Regions from separate parts of the Sus scrofa genome. Here region 1 is linked to region 2. Evidence: chromatin contacts called from public HiChIP or PLAC-seq data. All regions are on one chromosome and are shown on one strand. Each heading gives the region's core, a stretch centred on a gene start, on an enhancer-like site or on the middle of the called end of the contact. The rest is flanking DNA. Distances are from core to core; before and after follow the strand shown.

Region 1 (3,981 bases), core at 1,237-3,736, 260 kb after region 2:
GAGGTGAGAAACTTGAAAACTGCACTCTTCTCTTTGGCTCGAGATTCTTCCCTTTCAGGAGGCTCAGAGGTGGCTTTATACTTGTGTTTTATCCATTTCTTTTGAGTCTGAATCTCTATGTGATGGGCCAACTGTTTAAGGGAAAAAAAGAATGTGTTCTAGTTCTATTTAAGAGAATTAGTCCCAACAGATGAAGTCATACCATTTGCAGCAACATGGTTGCAACTGTAGATTCTCATACTAAGTGAAGTAAGTCAGAAAGAGAAAGACAAATACCATATGATATCACTTATATGTAGAATCTAAAATGTGGCGCAAATGAACCTATCTGCAGAACAGAATCAGACTGTTAGACAAGGAAAACAGACTTGTGGTTGCCAAGGCGGGGGGGGGGGGGATGGGATGGACTGGGAGTTTGGGGTTAGTGGATCAAACTATTACATTTAGAATGGATAATCAATGAGACCCTACCGTATAGCACAGGGAACTATATCCACTATCTTGTGATAGAACATGATGGAAGATAATATAAGGCTCACTTTGCTATATGGCAGAAATTGGAATAACATTGTAAATCATTTAACCAAAAATTAAGAATTAAAAAAAAGATAATTTGTCTTTAGTCAAGCCAATATACAAGGAAATATTTCTGATTTCTACAGGGAAAATAGGTCTGCTGTCTAAACAGAAATTTGAGCACTCCTTCTATCTTGAGGTACCAATAAAAGTTTCTAGTTCACCTTTTATAATCCCAAAGCCCTCCTCTTTATTCTCCAAAGTATTTGTTGATTGAATGAAAGGTAAACTTTAAAAAAAAAAAATCTTGTTTTTCCACCACCTTTATTGCCTGATTGAGGTCAGTGGCCTGACGAATTGACTCAATACTTCTTTCAGTATGGATTCCACCCAGATTGGATGCTGTGAATTCTCCCAAGGTTATAAGATGCTTCCATGGCTTAACAACAAGGAGGAATACAATCTGTGCTTTGGTATTCAATTCTATTTTGATGGCATATTTCTTTCAAAGATTTTTCATGTGGAAATAAAGGAACTTGTAAAATAATTTTTTAGCAAAATCTTTGTTCTTGGCTATGGGAGATAAAATTGCAGGGAAAGTATGACATGGGACACCCAGGGCGGAGGGTGGAAGGGACGAATGTGAAGATAGTGAAGGATGGTATGTATCCTTGCATCTCCATCAGACCCTGTGCTCACCAAGCTGCCTTAAGTAATCACACAATCTAAGGAAAATGAGTGGACTTAGTATGTAAAGGTAACTTTAAGACAGTCCTTCAGCTCTTTTTTCAAGCGTGTTGCTGCCCTAAAGTCCATACTGGGCAGAAATTATTGTAATTTGTAACTTCCTCATCCTTTTTTTGTGTTTGTGAGTGTGTTATCAAGTCATGATGAATCTTGAATTCCATCAATTTACAAGTAGGTCACATTAATAATGACCACATTAGCAGTAACATTGGTTAAGGACTTATTGACCCACTTACTATGTTAAGTGCATTACCAAGCACTCGCCATAGGCCAGATTCTGTTAAGGACTTTTTGTTCATGATTTCAGTTGTTTCTCACAGCACCACTGAGTGAAGTAGGAACAAATATTTTCCCTATCTTAATAGTTGAGAAAACGGAATCTCCGAGGGCATAAATAACTTGCTAAAAGTTCCATAGTGAGGGGCAGACCTGAGTGGTTAGCACAGACTGGCCAATAGGAAAGACCCAACTTGTACCCACCAAGCAGTATTGCCAAAATGGTAAAGAGATATTGGAGTTTTTAAGAGCCTGTGCCCACATGCAGTTTGATGACTGCTGGGAAACGAAATATGAAAATAGCTTGGCTTGTGCAGGGCTGAAAAATGTGTATTCTATTTCCTAGGAGGTAGGCTGGTGACAGAAAGTAGACCCTGGAGAACAGGAGCACTTGGCTTCAAATAAAATATCTGCATTAAATATTCAGCTTTCCTGCAGCTTTATGTGAATACACAGCTAAAGGCATGGGCAAGTTGGCAAGGGTTCTGGCTCAGTGTGAACAAATCTCTACATTGACCCTGTTGAAGGCCTGATACATTATCAACTGGTCAGGCTACGGGAGGGGGGCTAGGAGCACACAGTTTCTGCAGGGCCCTGACCACTGCCTCCCTGGTTAAAGCCTGATGCCAGTCAAGACCTGGGCTCCGAATTGGTGTGAATTGATGTTGGCTAGATTCATACAGCTAATGATCTGTAACTGCAGTCAAATGCAAGAAACATGTGAGGTCTCGAGTGTGCTAACTGCCAATGCCAGGAGCTCAGTACCTTTGCTGTTGCTTGTGGGGATAGGTGTGTATGTTTCCCCTACAATATCTGGACAAGTGCCCAGGTCCAGGCCTGTGACTAAGGAAACAGAAGAAGTCAAAGGGAAATTACTGAAGTGCTGGCTCCAGCAAATGGTCTCTGCTAGCAGCTATTTGATCATCACAGACATAAAGAGGAAGGGGAATTGCCAAAATCATTTCACCACTGGAGTTCTTTGGGTGTTGAGTCTCTTTGTAATATACTGTTAATGTGATTAAAATGGAGGCATTTAGACTTAAACGGTTGTTAGAATAAATTAGAGACATCAAAAATTGGCAGAGTTGAGATTTTGAAGAACTCCATTCTGTCAGCTCTCCTTGAAATTTAATCAGTCTAATATCAAGCTATTTTTCTTCATGATGTGAAATTTGGCAGTGAGCAAAATCACCGGGGTCACAGCTTTGAAGAGGAATTCATTGCATTTTGGCAGAAGAATGATAGAGATTCTAATGCCTAGGAATGCTTCTTTCAAAGGACCAAAGAGAAAACAGCTATTAATTATTTAGATTACCGTAGGAGGGATGGAAGAGGTTTGTGTGTGTGAGTGGGCATATGTGTTTGTGTGTGTGTATGTGTGCACATAAGTACATGTACACAGAAGCTGAACTCAATTTGGTGAAACTAATATTTTTATGCAATCCACTGCCTTTAAACGCTTTGCCATTAGCCTTTCAAAAAGAAGAAGCAGGAGTTCCTGCTGTGGCTCAACGGTTAATGAACCCGACTAGTATCCATGAGGACATGGGTTCGATCTCTGGCATCCCTCAGTGAGTGGGGGATCCAGCATTGCCAAGAGCTGTGGTGTAGGTCACAGATGCAGATCAGATCCCGAGTTGCTGTGGTTGTGGTGTAGGCCAGCAGCTGTAGCTCTGATTCAACCCCTAGCCTGGGAACCTCCATATGCTGTGGGAGTAGCCCTAAAAAAGACAAAAGACAAAAAAAAAGCAAAAATTCAAATAGAAAAACATCCTTAAACATATGTGTGACAGAGAAACTATGTAAAGAAAAAGACTGTGAGAAATGCTTAGTATTTCCACACAATCGTGCACAATACCATGTTGTAACATGTTGGTTGCCCACAGAGCGTGTGGAAAGCAACTTGTTTGCGTTGAGTTAGTCATGTCTTTAGGGTCTGACGCGTCTCAGGCATTTCTGGATGGCTCAGAACTAAATCTTTGAAGAACGCAAATTCAAATGTTTCTTTGAAGAGTTATACCTTGATTTTTTTCTTGGTTTGTCTCCATATCCCCAGACTCTTTAAATCTGGTGAGAAAGGGCTGGAAAATAGATGATTAACTTGGCCTAGATTATCCATTTCCAAAAGAACCCTTCTTCTCTTCCTCCAAACACACACACACACACACACACACACACACACACACACACACATGCATGCACTCAGAATTATCTGCTGTTCTATGTGTGTGTATTTGCCAGATTAGAACTGGCATTTATTTTCTGGGTATTTTAAACATTTCCATGTAGGTTATCCAAACAGTAGCTTTGGGGGGAAAAAAAATACTCATAAATGACCACATTCAAATTGTCTTTTGAATGATGCCCTTGCTAACCATGAAAATAAGCTCTCTCCAATCTGCCTGGGGCAGTACTAAAAAAGAATCAGGCAGTGGCCCTAAT
Region 2 (4,215 bases), core at 539-3,038:
CTTCAGGTTTTGTGTGTTTGATTGTAGTAGCATAGAAGTGATATGTCCTCAGCGTATCATGTCAGGAAGCACATCATACCAACTTGTCTTGTTATGGGTGACACTAACCTTGATAACTTCAATACATTTGTGTTTGTTAGATTAATTTACTGTAAAGTTACCATTTTTCTCTTTGTAATTAATAATTAATTTGTGGTGATTACTCTGTAACTGTGTAAATATCTTCTTGCTTATCAAACCTTCACCCATTCTTTTTAGTATTTGTTAAGTTGGATTCCCTGTCTTTTTTGACATGTCCCTATTTTAGCACATTCATGCAATGAAGAGATTCAGACTCATTTTATGGTTTCCTTGCCCTATCCCGTGTACGTTTCTCTAAGGATCCCTGGTTCTTTTTTAGTGAGAAATAGTATTTACAAACGAAGGTCTGGGGGTTAGATATGATCACTGCTCTCGTGGTGTCTTTACTACTAGGCGCATTCCTTCCACAGATCTAAGAAACGCACGTGCACACACACACACTGATATATGTGTTTATACCTCTTTCTCTAAAATCACATACATATTATGTGTGTGTATTTTATGTATATATATACTCATATCTCTAATTATAGTTCAGTATCACAATGGTCACAAAATATTTAAAAAGTAAAATAGATGGGACCTGATATTAATTGCCAAGCTACAGTTTTTTGGGGTTTTTTTTTTTTTTGGTCACTGCTTCATGCGGGATCTCAGTTCCCAGACTGAGGCTCGAACCTGGGCTATGGCAATGAAAGCGCCTAATCCTAACCACTAGACGACCAAGGAACTCTTGGAATTGATATTAATTGAATGTGAGAGGAAGGGAGAGGAGGAATTCAAGGTGACTGTAAGTTGTAAATGCTAGCATGGCACTCCCAACAGCTCAGTGTAAAATGTTTTGTGTGCCAACCTTTTTTTGTTGGGTGCACCAAGCCTACCAATAAAGCCTAAGACTACATTACATTTTAGCAATTGCATCACAGTGTTCCTGCATATTGATCTTGTGGTCACATAAAACTTGAGGTCCTCATATTAACTATTGTTGAGCAAGGTCTGCTACTTCTTTTCTTAGGAACTTAGGTTTTCTTTAGAATCTGTACTGTTTATATTCTTGTGAAATTGTATCTTGTTAGTATTAGGTCATTTTTCATCCCCTTCAAACCCTTTTAACTGTGATTTATCTAATATATTAACTATCCTACAAATTATGTTATACAAAGGTTTTATAAAATGCGTTCTATGTGCTTTGGCTGATCTCTGCAGATAAAGCAGAAGGTCAAAACTACAGCATGCTGTTGGCAGTGAGGGTGATTGCCCTGGAATTGTCACTGGAAATGGAGTCATTTCTTACCATAGCATTTTATGTGCTGAAGTAGATAATCCAGAGTCAGGCTACCAAATGCTAAAAGAGCAGGGGAACATAGCTTAGAAATGTGACTCAAGATTTACAAAAAGACAAGAAAATCTCCCTGATGGCTCTCACATAGATTAAAAAAGAGACTATTCTTCCGTCCATGCCATTTTTGGTCTTTTTTTCTTCTCATTTTTAACATTCTTCCTAGTAATCAAATTCACGTCCATGGCTGTAAACTTTGCAACTACACTTCTATACCTGTTCCTTTTTCCATAATAGTAGAATTGTAGCCGCTTTGTGTCACCTAAACTAGGGATGGCCTTTCCTAGCCCTATTGCAATAGGAATGGACATGTGGCAGTTGTAGGGTAGGGAATATTATTTTAACGTGATATATGCAACTTCCTCCTCACTTGCTATGAGGAAATCTCTGGCCTCAAATTTCCACTCTTAGGAGTTCCCATTGTGGCTCAGTGTGTTAAGAACCAGACTCATATCCATGAGGATACGGGCTTGATCCCTGGCCTCACTCCCTGGGTTAAGGATCCAGCATTTCCTCAAGCTGCAGCATAGGTCACAGATGTGGCTTGGATCTGGCATCGCTATGGCTGTGGCGTAGGCTTGCAGCTGCAGCTCCAATCCAACTCCTAGCCCAGGAACTTTCATGTGCCTCAGGTATGACCCTAAAAAACAAACAAAAACAAACAAACAAAACAAAAGAAAGAAAGGAAAAAAAAGTTCCACTTTTTCCTCTAAGCAGAGAGACCACATGTTAAACATGGAACAGCTACCATCAGCCTGGCTCCCTGAATAATTATATGAAGGAGAGCACCCATCCGCCTGAAATACTTGTCCTAGACTTTTACGTGAGTGAGAAATACCTTCCAATGGTTTGAACAATTACCTTTTTTGTGTGCCTCTCCTTAACATCCTAATCATAGAGTCAACTGCTTACTAGATGGTTCTACTTTTGTATCTTACGAATGTCTCAAATCCAATGTATTTCTCCTCAAAGTTACTTCTCCTTTCTGGCATCATTGTCATAGATGACCAGTCTATCACATGTGGAGCTATTGTTGGCTACTTGCTTTCCCTTTTGCCCATTTCCACTGTGAACAACAGCTTCCTGGTTCTGACTCCTGAATTCTTGCCTGCCCAGCCCTTCTTCTCCACGCCTTGTCTATTGCTTTAGACTAAGTCCCAATCATCTCAGGCTGGGATTAATGCAACAGATTTTCTGCCTCTAATCTTACTCCTCTCAAGTTCCTTCTTGGCTGTGGTTCTATCACTTACTAGCTCAGGGATCTCACCTGAAAAAATAGGGATACTAACAGTATCTACCTTATGGAGTTCTTTTGAGAATTAGTTGAGATGGTGTGTGCTAAGCATTTAGCATGGTTCCTGAGAATAGCAGTGCACAAAAAAATGTAGCCATTGTTAATACTATTATTGGCATTTTCACATCATAACTCTTCTCACAGTTTCTTAAAAGATTATTATTACTTTTAAGATAAAATCACATCCCTTAGTGAGCCTGGCTATTACTCTGTAATCTGGCCTCAATTGAACTCTCCAGATTTATATCTTGTTTTTCTCCCCTTCTAATTCTTTGCTCTATTCATATTGCAATGTCTATGGTTCCTTTAAGATAACAAGCTCTTTTATACTCCTTATTTTTGTACGTGCTTCTTCTCTTGCTTTAAACATACTACTTCATTTTTCTTTCCCTGGCTTTTATTATCCATTCATCCTTCAAATCTCAGCTCATATATTACTTCCTGTAGGAACTTACCGTAATGCCTTCTGGTCTAGTTTAGGTGCATATTCCATGTACATCCGTCACACCACATGTTTTCCTTTACTGTGGCGATTAGGATAATGTTCTATAAATGTTTATTAACAGTAGACATATTTTGGGTGATGTCCTGACCCATCCTCCTTTCTTGATCTATCTCCTGTCCTGACTTGGTAGGCTTTAATGGCAAACATTTTTACATGTTTTCCCCTTATTTGTCATATCTGATTGAAATATGCCCAAAGCCTAGGCTAGAGTATATTTGTCATCACTATTGAAAAATTAAAACTAGTTGCAATTGATGTTATTTTTGACTAAGATTTTCTGTTTGGGTTTATTCAGCCCATAATGGCAGTGACCAAAAACTAGTGGCCATACACAAAACAATTCTTTCTGCAGCCGGTGTAAAATAATGACAGCAAGTAGCACAAAGGTGTTCTGCGTTTCAAATGCTGTGATTATACGAGTTATAAGTTAGGCAAATTATAAAGCATTAACCTTCTGAAGGTCAGTCTTACAAATTCTTTGAGGACCCAAAGCCAGGATTCCAGGGAATATATTTTATGACTGCTTATGATGTGATTTGGATTTTATCACATCTTTGCTTTGTATCTCCATATCTTTTTTTCTTTCAGCTCAATTTTAATTTTTGTATTCCATAGAAAGTTAGTTATTTCTGGAAAAATCCTCAAATTCATAAAGATTGTGAGCTGTAAAGACCGAATAACCAGAAAATTAAATGTTATTTGAGGGACACTCTACTAGAAATATTTTGAAGGAATCATCAGAAGGCGAAGGTTCTAGACAAAACTCTGCCATTATTTAACTACATAATCTTGGGGTAAGTCAGTCAGCTGACTGGAGTTCCCTTCCCTTTAGTTAAGCTCATCGCTGAAGTAAAGACCATAATCTCTTTTCTGCTCACCTTGGAGTTATATTCACTTTGAGAATGTCAAGGGTTTTTAGACACCAAGGCCTTATTAACATTCTGTGCTAGAAGAAAACTGGCTAAGAGCTTTCTTGGAAAACTTGGAATGACTTCT

The links. HiChIP or PLAC-seq counts read pairs in DNA pulled down with a chosen protein or histone mark.
Region 1: a contact with region 2 is called in an H3K27ac HiChIP or PLAC-seq map of alveolar macrophages. The contact joins two enhancer-like sites. A contact is called at or near these places in 1 of 47 Hi-C or Micro-C datasets (embryonic fibroblasts) and 1 of 2 datasets of contacts at active chromatin or transcription factors (alveolar macrophages).

What each region holds. Positions count from the first base shown.
Region 1 is chr1:18,791,240-18,795,220 of Sscrofa11.1, forward strand. All of the region lies in intron 5 of LOC102160169 (a long non-coding RNA gene), which reads left to right. Among named protein-coding and RNA genes, the nearest start is that of ADGB, 240 kb to the right of the region's middle. Within about 2 kb of position 2,487, at least 1 of the 83 cell types and tissues checked has an H3K27ac peak or open chromatin away from gene starts, as enhancers often do. A contact at or near this core is called in alveolar macrophages, where this site is marked.
Region 2 is chr1:18,533,508-18,537,722 of Sscrofa11.1, forward strand. The region is part of intron 1 of LOC102160169 (a long non-coding RNA gene); the gene reads left to right. Among named protein-coding and RNA genes, the nearest start is that of STXBP5, 23 kb to the left of the region's middle. Within about 2 kb of position 1,789, at least 3 of the 83 cell types and tissues checked have an H3K27ac peak or open chromatin away from gene starts, as enhancers often do. A contact at or near this core is called in alveolar macrophages, where this site is marked.